2 separate regions of the Cricetulus griseus genome follow, and region 2 is linked to region 1. A link is a contact called in public Hi-C data. All regions are on one chromosome and are shown on one strand. Each heading gives the region's core, a stretch centred on a gene start, on an enhancer-like site or on the middle of the called end of the contact. The rest is flanking DNA. Distances are from core to core; before and after follow the strand shown.

The links. Hi-C and Micro-C count contacts between places; a contact is called where the count stands out from the background.
Region 2: a Hi-C map of liver shows a contact between it and region 1, with 1.7 times the contacts expected there. The contact joins the enhancer-like site here to the promoter of Emp1 in region 1. A contact is called at or near these places in 2 of 8 Hi-C or Micro-C datasets (the CHL-YN cell line and liver).

The regions. Positions count from the first base shown.
Region 1 is chr8:13,585,872-13,591,997 of CriGri-PICRH-1.0, reverse strand. It overlaps Emp1 (epithelial membrane protein 1), which reads left to right and starts at 2,821. Exons shown (of 5, transcript XM_027429899.1): 1 at 2,821-2,983.
Region 2 is chr8:13,628,539-13,633,995 of CriGri-PICRH-1.0, reverse strand. No RefSeq gene overlaps it. Among named protein-coding and RNA genes, the nearest start is that of Emp1, 42 kb to the right of the region's middle. Within about 2 kb of position 1,430, at least 3 of the 6 cell types and tissues checked have open chromatin away from gene starts, as enhancers often do.

The DNA.
Region 1 (6,126 bases), core at 1,572-4,071:
TGTGTAAAAGCTCAACACATTTAACATTTCTCTCCAAACCTAAACATCTCCAAGTGCACAGGACAGTGAGATTTATTAGGCATGTCTGGAAAGCCACAGGGGCTACTTACGTTGATTGCAATGTAGGAGGCAGATTTCTGGGTCCCCTCCACTGTCAGGCAGAAGAAGAAAAACTAGAGCCCCCTGCTGTGTCTGCTTTCAGAGACCCTCCCTCCATGCACAGGCCCCAGGTTTCTCTTTTTAAAAATGCAGCCAGAACACTTTCTCCTCAGTGTGTTCAGGACTTGACTCCTGGAACCCAGCTCTCCTTTACACTCTGCTGAGGAAATAGAGAGTCTCAAACTGGCAGAAGGCATGAAGTTAGGGAAACAGCCTGACAGCTCAGAGGGTTGGCGGGGGCTCCACCAGTCTCCTCTCCCTCCCCCAGGGTTGGTCTGTGCAGCTCTCAGGGGACCCTGCCCACTGCTGGGAGTGGCTTCTTCCAGACAAGCATTTTTTTTTTTAATCAAATTGGTGATGGTAGAGGTGGGAGGTGAGGAAAAACATGAGAAACTGATGTGATTTTTGTCACGTCATCATTTTTTAATGAAAAATCTAGACAGTTTTACCTTTACAAGGGTAGAATTCCATTCTTAGGGATTTGTGAAGAAGGAAGTAATCAGTGTGTGTGTGTGTGTGTGTGTGTGAGTGTGTGTGAGTGTGTGTGAGTGTGTGTGAGTGTGTGTGTGTGTGTGTGTGAGTGTGTGTGTGTGTGTGTGTGTGAGTGTGTGTGTGTGTGTGTGTGTGTGTGTGTGTGTGTGTGTGTGTGAGTGTGTGTGTGAGTGTGTGAGTGTGTGTGTGAGTGTGTGAGTGTGTGTGTGTGTGAGTGTGTGTGTGTGTGTGAGTGTGTGTGTGTGTGTGAGTGTGTGTGTGTGTGTGTGAGTGTGTGTGTGAGTGTGTGTGTGTGAGTGTGTGTGTGTGAGTGTGTGTGTGAGTGTGTGTGTGTGAGTGTGTGTGTGTGAGTGTGTGTGTGTGTGTGTGTGTGAGTGTGTGTGTGTGTGTGTGTGAGTGTGTGTGTGTGAGTGTGTGTGTGCTTTCCTCAATCATGCACTTAAAAAATATTCTCTTTTCTAGAAGAAGATTTGGAGAAATACAGACGTGAGACCAAGCACACTGAAATTTCCTTACAGCTTTTACCACCTAACTTTGTCAAGATTCTGCTGGCTGTCTGCTGCCCATCCCTTTCTCTCTTTCTATGGAATTTAAGTTCCAAGAGGGTAGGAATCCAGTCCACTTCTCTAACCCAGTTCTTAGCAGGGCCCCAGGAAGGCTGCTCCATAGTAAATATTGGTTGGATGAATGAACAGGTAAGAAGGGGCATGCAATGGATTGGAAGATTTCAGGGTTTCAGAAGAGCAGCAACAGGGTTCCCCGGGTCTGGTGGCTGCAGCAATTTCTCTACTTCCTGAGGAGTCACTTCTCCTATTTAGGTATGTCTTCAGGGAAGTAATCATTGTAGCTAATATTGAATGACTACTGTGCACACCCTTGTATCATTAATTAATTAATTAATTAATTAATTCACTTGTTGTCTCATGTATCCCAGGCTGGCCTCAAACTCACCTGAAGCTGTGATTCCCTTTCCACCACCAACCAATTGCTGGTATTTTAGGTGTCATTCTGTCTACAAACGTTTATTTTTATTTTAGCTTCTCTCTCTCTTTTGAGATAGTCTCATTCAGTAGCCCAAGCTGGCTTGGAACTCATTATGTAGCCCAAGATGACCCTGAACTCGAAGTAACCCTCCTGCCTCTGCCTCTCAAATGTTGAGATTTCAGGCATGATCCACCACAACTTGTTGATGCATGTATTTCTGGCCATATGTGTGCACTAGGTTCCTACTGCTCCCACTACATGCACAAGGAAGCAGGAAGGCAAAGTTTAAGTACTTGGCCCAAAGCCACACTGCTAGTAAGGAGAGCTGGGATTAGATGTAGGCACCCAGGATTTGAACCTCTTGGGTGAGGTGGTCAGAGCTGTGGGATTAGAGGCCTCTGTAGACCCCTTCCCCTACTCTGTTGAAAGAGAAATGGTGCAGGCAGGAAGCTCTGATGATCAGGTCCCTGTTTGGCTTCACAAAGGCCACCCGTGGAACAAGGTCCAAATGGTTATTGCATCAAGATGGGAGTGCAAAGTCCTTAATTCGAAGACTTCCTCCAGCAATGCGTACAATCTATAAGGGCAAGAGAGCGTAATTAAAGACCCAGGATTGCGTGCTGTCAATCAGCGCCCCAGCATCCAGAGCTTGCTGGGGTGCTGTTCTACGTCATGTCGGTGGGCCTCTTCCCACTGCCTCCCACAGGTCAGGGCGAGAGGGTCAGGCAGGGAAGCCAATGAGAAATGCACGGGATAATTCCTGGTGACGAGCGGTTGCTGGCATGTGTGATGGGGGACGAAGAAGGGAATCCTGTCTGACGATTAGCTGGGGTTTTAACGAACACAGGGCTGTCCCTACCCCCGCCCCTTCTCCTCGTGACCCTAACCTGTGTTTTGCTATGTCCGTGGCAACCAAGTCTCCTTTCTGGGGAGCAGAAATGGGCTTCAGTAAACAGATCTATTTGTGTGACTCCTATTACTCATTGGAAGCAATGTCACTCCTTTTTTTCCACTGTGGTCTCTGTGTCTGACTCAGAGGGAGCTTCAACAGGGTTCTTTGAATTGATGGCTCACTCCCAGCCGCTTCTGACTGACTGCCAACTTAGCAGGGCGTAGCTCACCAACTTTTTTTTTTTTTTTAATCCAGACTGATTCATAGAAACTCCTTTAAAACAGAGGGAAAAGAAACCGCCCATCACACACCCCAGCACACCAGCCCAGGAAACTTATAACCTCGGGAGGCAGGTCCCTCCCCTCACTGTGGCTACATACCTCCCGAAGAGCGGACCGGACCAGCAGCCTCTCCACCACCACTCAGGGCATCCGCCTCAGTCGCCTGACACTCCAGGTAGGACCGCTCCCACACTGGGGAAACTCTGCAGGCCCGGCTCCGTCCTTTCCCTGGCTAAGGGCTGTGAAGCCGTTTGTTCTCTTAGTTTCTCTGCTAGCCTTCTACAGCTTTCAAAGAACAGAGTCCTTGAAACTTCCAGCTCAAAGTAGTGAGGGAAGCTGGGTCATCACGTTCTCTTGCTGCTATCTGGATTCTTGCTCTGAGGATGTGGAAGGGACAGGGACTTTGGAACAACCTGAGTGCAATGTTCTTCGTGGAGGAAACTCTACGTGCTTTCAAAATGCACGAAAAGCAAGCTTGAAAGATGTCCCCAGACCTTCCATTTTGCTTTAAATTGCTTTGAGGTGAAATTTAGAAGGATGGTGTCTTATGAGTACACTTTACTCTCCCTTTTTTTTTCCTTTTTCTTTCAACGAAGGTTAGATGCAATAGGTAATCTCTGAAAAGCAAGTTTCCTTTGCTTTGTAGGTTGTTTGTTAGTGTTTTAGGCGTTGGGGTGGTTTTGGATAAATACCTGGGTTTCAGTTAGTTTTTGCTATTGCATTTTTACCGCCCCTTCTTGTCTGTTCGTGTCTGTTTAAGTATTTTATTTCTTCCTTTCTCCCCCGCACCCCCACCCCTCCAACAGGATGGGAAGAGGGGATTGGTTTGTTTAAAGAAAAACCGTTAGGGAAACAGAGGCAAAGGGTGTTTCAAATAAAACTTGGGAGGGGTTGATTTTGGTGGGACGGGAAGGCTGGCGTGGATTCCGGAACCCTTGGCCAGATGTGGAGGCAGGGGAAGAAGGCAGCTCGGGAGAGGGTGGGGCTGGGCGACTTCTGGCATTCCTGTAAAGCCGTTGAATGGCTTTGGCTTCCACCCCAGCCAGCTGCGTTTCAGAGCCAACTACAAAGATTTATCAGAATCGGTTAAAGAATTTTCTGAGTGGACGTGGAATTTTCCAGCAGTGGTCGTATGGGGGTATCTAGCTTATTACTTTTGCCCCAAATACTGCCTAACTACAAACCCACGTGCTAAACGCAAAATGAACCAAGGCACCCGGCTCTGTTTGCTTTTGTTTTTATTAGCTTTTTTGAATGTCTGTGGAGGTGTGGTTCATTTCAACACAGATGTGGGTTTTTTTTTTCCCCTCTCTCGTAAACAAGAGTGAGGAGAGTGACAGGATTCAGCTTGCCTGTGAAGCGCGGCGCCTTTTTCTTCAGAAGCGCAGGTCGCTGGTTGGAAGAGAGAATTTAAAAGAAACCAGTCTGTGTGCATGAGTGGCCAAAAGTCTTTGTATAGCTCCCCCTCCCCCCCAAGGTGGGAGTGATGAGTGAGCGCCAGGACGGCTTCTCAAGACCTGGGGAACAACCGCTTTTGCTTCCAACGTTTATTACTTCCAGACTGCATGGGTGTGAACGAGGGAAGCCGTTGTTCAGTCCGAAGCCGCAGTTTCCTGTGAAGATTGAACACGGTTGTGTGTAGCTCTGATCTGGTGGAAACTGGGCAGCCCTGACTGGATAAGTCGGCAAAAGAGAAGAGAGAGAGAGAGAGAGAGTGTGTGTGTGTGTGTGTGTGTGTGTGTGTGTGTGTGTGTGTGTTAAACGGCCACCAAACGGACGGCCTCTGGAGCTGTCTTAAATCCCATTGTCCCTTGATAAATGAGAATATAATGCTTTGTGCCCCCACCCCCACCCCAGTGGAGTTGGAGTACGATTTCGTTAAAAAAAAAAAAAAATCTCTGCTTGAACTCCTGCTGTTTTCCCTCCAAGTAGTGGGAGAGTCCCTGGGCGGTGAGCTTTTCTAGGCTCTAAGTCTTGGGCCATCCTGGAAAGGAGGCTGTTGACAACCCCCACCCTGCTCCCCTCCCCCGCCTCCCCCTCCCACCCGCCCGGGCTTCCCACCCTCAGGCGGCTCCAGTTTCACCCAGCGCCTGCAGAACAGGGCGGAGGCAAAGCCCTGTCCGGGGCTGCTGGACATCCGGTCTGGCGCCCCCGTCGGAGAGCCCCCAGATTTTACATTGCTCCAGGCTACTAAACTGTCCCGGGAGTTGGCAGAAGGCCATCAAGGTCCAGCTGGATCAGATCATGTCCTAAGACGCTTGTAATGGCCAGAAGTCAGGGGCAGCCCGCTGCCAGACTACAGGCCTCTGTCCCCAGACCTTGAGAAAGGTTGGCTGGCTTCCTCACCCGCCTTTGCTCTCCTCTGGAGACAAGATTAGGCCAGTCTCCAGCCCCGAGGAAGGACTCCATGGAGGCTGGCGGGAATGCAGGGCCTCTTGCCTGTTTCTAGGTGGCTTTGGGAAGGCGCTTTGGGAAGCCGAGCACATTTCCGTGGAGGCAAAACTGACTTTCTGAAGCCTCCACGGGACTGGAAGGGGTCCCCACCTGGGATGTGGCCAAGGGAAATGACACAAGATGACTTAGATCCATTCCTTTCTATTCTTCATTGCTTTCATAGAATCTTAAATTTGGAAGTTAAGCATGGTAGTTCACACCTGTAATCCAAGGACTCAGGGAGCTGAGGCAGGAGATTTGCTAAGGGTTCAAAGCCAATCCGGGGCCAACCTGAGTACATAGTGAAACTTTGTCTCAAAAACAAAACAACAGAAACGGGAAGGCAATCTCATTCTCTTACTGTATGCAGAAATCTAACTTTTACGTCATCATGGCCCATGGCTTGTAGCTCCCCAGGACACCACAGAGGGGGCATGCAGAGCGTACGTGCCTGATAGTGTACACCAACACCCACCCTTCTCTGCTGGACAGCAAATCACATCCCACAGAGTTTCTGAAACTCAGCACAAATGGCTTCCCTGAAAGTTCTTGTTTTTTGAGCCTGAAATGACCCAGGGTGGGGGAAAATTTTTTTTTTTCAACTCTAGTTTTGTCGCTGCCCCACCCAATGAGCCACACTCCTGTTCCTCTGGATACTTCATCTTTATTTAATGTTTAATTAGTCTGACTTGGTGGAGTGACATCACCCACACTATCGTTCTTTATTCTTTCATTTATTTATTTATTTATTTTTATGTGTATTGGTGTTTTGCCTTCATATATGTCTGTGTGAAGGTGTCGGATTCCCTGGAACAGGAGTTATAGACAGTTGTGAGCCGCCATGTGGGTGCTGGGAGTTGAACCCAGGTCTTCTGGAAGAGCAGC
Region 2 (5,457 bases), core at 181-2,680, 43 kb before region 1:
ATAGAGAACCCAGAAAGACTACAGATTTAAATTTAGATAATTGGGTCACTATAACAACCTAGAGCAGGACACGATCCCATGAACATTGTCTATTGAGAGTAATTGTACAAGGGAGGGAGAATAAGGTTTAGACACATTTTCCAAGTGAAACAACTGCTTAGTTAAGAAAGCAGATGTGTGGGCTGGAGAGATGGCGCAGCAGTTAAGAGCATGTACGGCTCTTGTAGAGGACCTGAGTTCAGTTCCCAACACCCACACTGAGTGGCTCACAGCTGCCAGTAACTCCAGCTCCAGGGGGAATCTGATGCCTCTGGCTTCTGAGGGCACCATCACACATGTGTGCATACATACACACACACACACACAAACACACACACACACACACACACACACAAAGCAGGGATAACATTGGGGATAGAGTGTTGAACATTCTGTGTCCAGGGGCAGTTAGGGAAAAGGAGCTGATTGGCTGCTGGGATGTGGGAACGGAGGGCAAGATGGAGGCAGGAGGGTTGCACTGCCCCAGAAGCCCCAGAAGTAGACTCCGCTGCTTGGCAACACCGATACTGCAGAGGAAGAATACAGAGCAAAAAGCAGGCACCAACCTTTCCACAATTCCTTGGCGACCTTTGCAGTGAAGCCTCTCCAGAACACAGACTGGCCCTGCTGACCTAGGGTGTGCAGCAATGGAAGGACAATGACATTGTGAGCAGAATGAGTAGCAGATAGTCCAGGAAGAATCAAGACGGTCAGAGGACAGCAGAAGTCTGGTAGGAGGAGAAATAAAATGAGCTGTTGGTTGAGATGAGGAGAGTGGGCAGGGCGTGGTGAGGTGTGTGTTTGCCATGAACACGGGAAGATGCTCCCCTGCTGGGGGAGATGAAGTCTTTGGAGATGGAGAAGGAAGGCGAGGTGCTGGTGTCAGCTGCAAGCCAATTGTTTCCTGTAAGGCCTCTCAAGTGTGAGCGGGAGACAGAGTGCTGGAAGAAAGTGCGAGAACAGGCTTTCCAGTACTCTCCTTTTGCTCAAGCTTAAGCTGGGAAAAAGAATGAGTTGCTGCCCTTGAGCAATTAGCTGTCTGCCAGAAAGAAGTGACATGGCCTCCTTAAATTGCCACATTAGTCCAGGAAACGGGGTGGGGGTGGGGGGGTGGAGAAAGAAGCTTCAGGAATGGGCAGGGAGCATTCCAGGATTGTGCACACAGCTGGCCCTAGCGGTGATCTGCCCCGGTGGTGCCCCCTCTTAGGGCTGTGGGAAGAGGAGCTTTCCTGTGTACACAGGTGGGGCAGGCCACAGTTCCAATCTCCAGCCCTGCCTCTGGCCCCGCCAAGCTGCTGGCAGCCTTCCCAGTGGGCTGACAACTCAGCTGCCTGGTCAGGCCTGAGCATCCTCACATTTACTCCCATGGCAATGTCACAAGGGCTTCCCCCGAGTATGATCTCATTCATTCTCAGGGTTCGGTGGAAGCATTGGCCTCCCTTTGAAGCCACCAATCAATCAAATGCCTTGGGTGAGATGATTTTGCAACCAAGTCACACTTAGGTCTTTGGTTTGAAAGCCAGATTCTTGCATGCACGTCACACTGTCTGCATCTGACTGTTCTGCTTTGGTGACGGGGGAGGTGGCGAGGCCTGAGGGATGCACTTTAGCCATGAAAACAGTGAACTGTGGGATTAGATAAAATGGAGAAACGATTGCATGGCAGAACCAGAGTGGCAAGAAGCCAGTGTTTGCCAGCAGCTGGCGCCACTTCCTGTGCCTGCTATGAGTCAGGAAGCCAAATCTATTTTTTTGGGGGGGTTTTCAAACATACATTTTTAACTTATTTTTTTAAGTGAATGTGTATGAATTAGGTTTTTCATTATCAACCACACTTCTGCTGGAAGAATAAGTGGTATCTATAAACAGCAGCAGCAGGCACTGTCACAGGCACTGTGTGTGTTGGGGACTGGGATGGAGACAGGAAAGAGAAATGTCTAAAACTATATTCGCCGATCTTGAGCAAACTTCATGTCTTGAATGAACAGGGAAACAGCCAGCTTCCTTCCGATTCACTGTGATCGCTGGCAGGCCCACCCCGAGGCAAAGGGCACTGACCAGACATGTGTCCTTGGCCAGGTCACCTCATCTCTTGGGCTTGGTTCTCCTTTCCTGGAAAAAAGATGTGGTTACTGCACTGGATGCTCCTGCAAGTCTGGCCACCTTGCATCATCTCCGAGTCTACCCTTTTTTTTTTTTAAATTACTTTTTGAGATTATAATTACATCATCCCTCCTTCCTTTTCCTCCCTCAAGGGTACATCATTCTTAAAACAAACAAACAAACAAACAGAAATTGCGGACGTAGCAAGAGCAATTTCTTCCTGGAAAAAACTCTTCTTCTAGAATGAAGAGGTCTGTGAAAGGATGCCATTTTCTCCAGGGTAGATTATGTTCTGTGGCATTTAACTAGCTGAATACTCAGGTAACTAGCTGGCTAACCAAATAACCAACGAGTCAACAATTAGCCAGCTAGCCTGACTAACTGGAACCTAAATACAGCCAGAGAGTTTAAAAAGAGCCGCTGCAAATATTCTCTTCCCATCTGACCATGGAAACTGGAAGTCCTCTGGAACCACAGCGTCTGGCAGACCCTGCTAGAAACCGCAGTAACTTCTGTAGCCATCTGCAATGCTCAGGAATGGTTACCAAACATGTGCTTAATCTTGGATGGCTGGACAGCAGCCCCGAGAGGCTTTGTGACACACACCTGTACCTGCTGAGCACTTCTCTGTTTGCAGGACAGTTTCACACAGCCCTGCCAAGTGTGGAGAGAAGCCCTGTGTGCACTTTCAGTCATGTGACTCATGACTCAGGCGCTTTCTGGCTCCTGCCTGTCACAGAGTATGGGAACCCGGGAGGAAAGGTGAGAACTGACTCTGCAGTGGTTCTCTGGGAGAGTCTAGGGTTGGGCAATGGTTTGTTGTTCTACAGGCTGCCCTGACCCTTTTTTATGTGAGTGCAATAAAGTTATCACAAGCACAGTATTGCTGCTTTCAGATGGTTCAGAGCTACTAAAATCAGGGGCCAAGGTGGGGATCTTTGTGAATGAAAAATCAGGTGTCAAGAAGAGGGTCTACATGAATGAAAAATCAGGGGCCCAGGTGGGGATCTACATGAATGACATAGGTTGGTGCCTGACCTCCCTACCAAGGAAAATATGTTTTGGGTTGAATCCACCCTGCCACGTTTAGCAGACTTGCTCCTTCTCTGCTAGACAGAGAGAAAAAAAATCATTACACAGCAGGAAGAATGTCTAAGTAATCTGGGGAGAATATGCTAATTCTGTCAATGTACAGCTGTCCTATCTTCCAAACTGGATTACACAAATTCCTTTATCTTTTATCTTTGCTAAAAAATTTATTCTTATCATCTTAAAATTATGTGTATGTGTGTCTGTCTGTGTGAAGGTAGTGCACATGAATACAGGTACCCTCTTAGGCCAGAGCTGCTATGTGCCAGGAACAGAAACCAGGTCCTTTGCAAGAGCAGCCAGTGCCTTTAACAGCTGAGCATCTCTCCAGCCCCAAGACTTCCTTCCCTTAGAGAGCCTCACCATTCAGCAGCTCCCTTCCATAGACCAGGTGGAGAACGCAGACACTCTGAGCTTTTCTCATGTGGACTGTCACCTTGAAAAGCCTTTGAGGGATGTATTTCAGAACATAGTGCTCTGGATTTCCCAGTGGGATGGATTCTCTTTAATGTGACTCAGATGTCACAAAAGGGCCATGAGTTTGGTTTGAATTCAAAAACATAGATTTGCTGCCTACCAGGCATTACACTCAACCTGCCTTTGATGTCTGAGCAAGAGCCTCCATTTTTTTTCCTCTGAAAATATGCAAAATGGGCCTTAAAATTTCTGAAGTCTACATGAAGACAAATAAATGTATCTGAAAGTGTCATGACAAGGTGTCACTGAAGAAGTGACCCACAAACACATGTTCATTGACTTTCAAGGATGGGCTTTAACTTGTTAGCTTGTTTCTTTCACCTTCCCTACCCTCTTCCTTCTTTGTTTTTTGTTTGCTTGTTGTTTTTAATTTTTTTTTTTTTGAGACAAGGTTTCTCTGTGTAACCCATCCTGGAACTTGCTCTGTAGACCAGGCTGTCCTTGAACTCAGAGATCTGCCCGTCTCTGTCTCCAGAGTGCTGGGATTAAAAGCATGTGCCACCATTGCCCCACTCTTTTTTAGACTTTTGATGACAAGGTCTTGCTATGTATTTCTGTCTGGTCTGACATTGGCTATGTAGCCCAAGTTGGTCTTGAACTGGTGGCCATACTCCCGTCTCAGCCTTCTGTGTGCTGGGGTTACAGGCATGTGCCACCAGGCCCAGATTATACCTTCTCTTCCTCCTTGTGTATTATTTTCTCACGTAGACCAAGCTGACCTTCAGCTCCTGATCCTCACAGCCTCCAACTCCAAAGTGCTGAGCAAACACACATGTACCACCAGGTCTGGCTTTTTAACTTTTTTTTTTGATAAGCCTTAGTGTGTTACTTAGTCCGCTGTATAAGTTTGGTAGCTTTCTTTGTTCAATGGCCATCTGGCCATCGGATTGAGGACAAGGAATCTAGAAAGGACTTAGGACCACTCTGTGGTCTGGGTAAAATCCTGGAAGACCCAGGATTAAAGTCTTCGGGGATGTGTAAGGGAATGAAGAAGACAGGGCCCCGTGTCTGTCTGTGTGGTGACCTGGGGAAGGCTGATCCACAGAATAAGAATATGGGGGAAACAGAAAACCGGGTGGGGGTGCTTGGTGCCCTCATGTGGAAGAAGAAGAATGGGAGCAATGACAGTGTTCTTTGTAATTTCACCTTTGAGCTGTCACCTGCCCCACCGCTGTATTTCAAGCCACCATTTCAGACCTTATCTGTGGGGGCGGGGTGGATTCTCTCCTCTGTCCAATCCTGGGTCACGCAAGATGGCAACAGTCATGCTTAAGTGAGTGCCAGAGTAGGGTGAAGTTGGCAGGAATTAAGAATTAGGTTTGGTAACAAAAACTCACCAGGACCAGAGCAGGCAAAGGGACAGTGTATTGAAATTCACAGCAAAAATGGGGTGGGTAGGTTCTCAGAGAAGGAATCTCGCTTCTGAAGGGACCTGGCATTTTTTGTGGAAGTAACTTGGTCTTATTGTCTTAGGACTCCTGTGTGGGCCCATGTCTGGGGGGACGAGCAGGCCTCTTACTGTCTTCCATAGTAAATTTTGCAGTGCGTATTGTCTATCCTGAGACAGGCCGTTTGTGCAAGGCACCGTGAGTCATTAGTGTTGTAAAGGAATGTAGGTCAGCGCAGTGGGCCGGAGGAAAGAGCTGATAGAAAATTGCTCTTCAGAATGGGCTTCACTTGGGCAGAGTCTCGTGACCATGGAGGGAGGTGGGCAGGACTGGGAGAACAGTTGGAGTTAGAGCATCATGC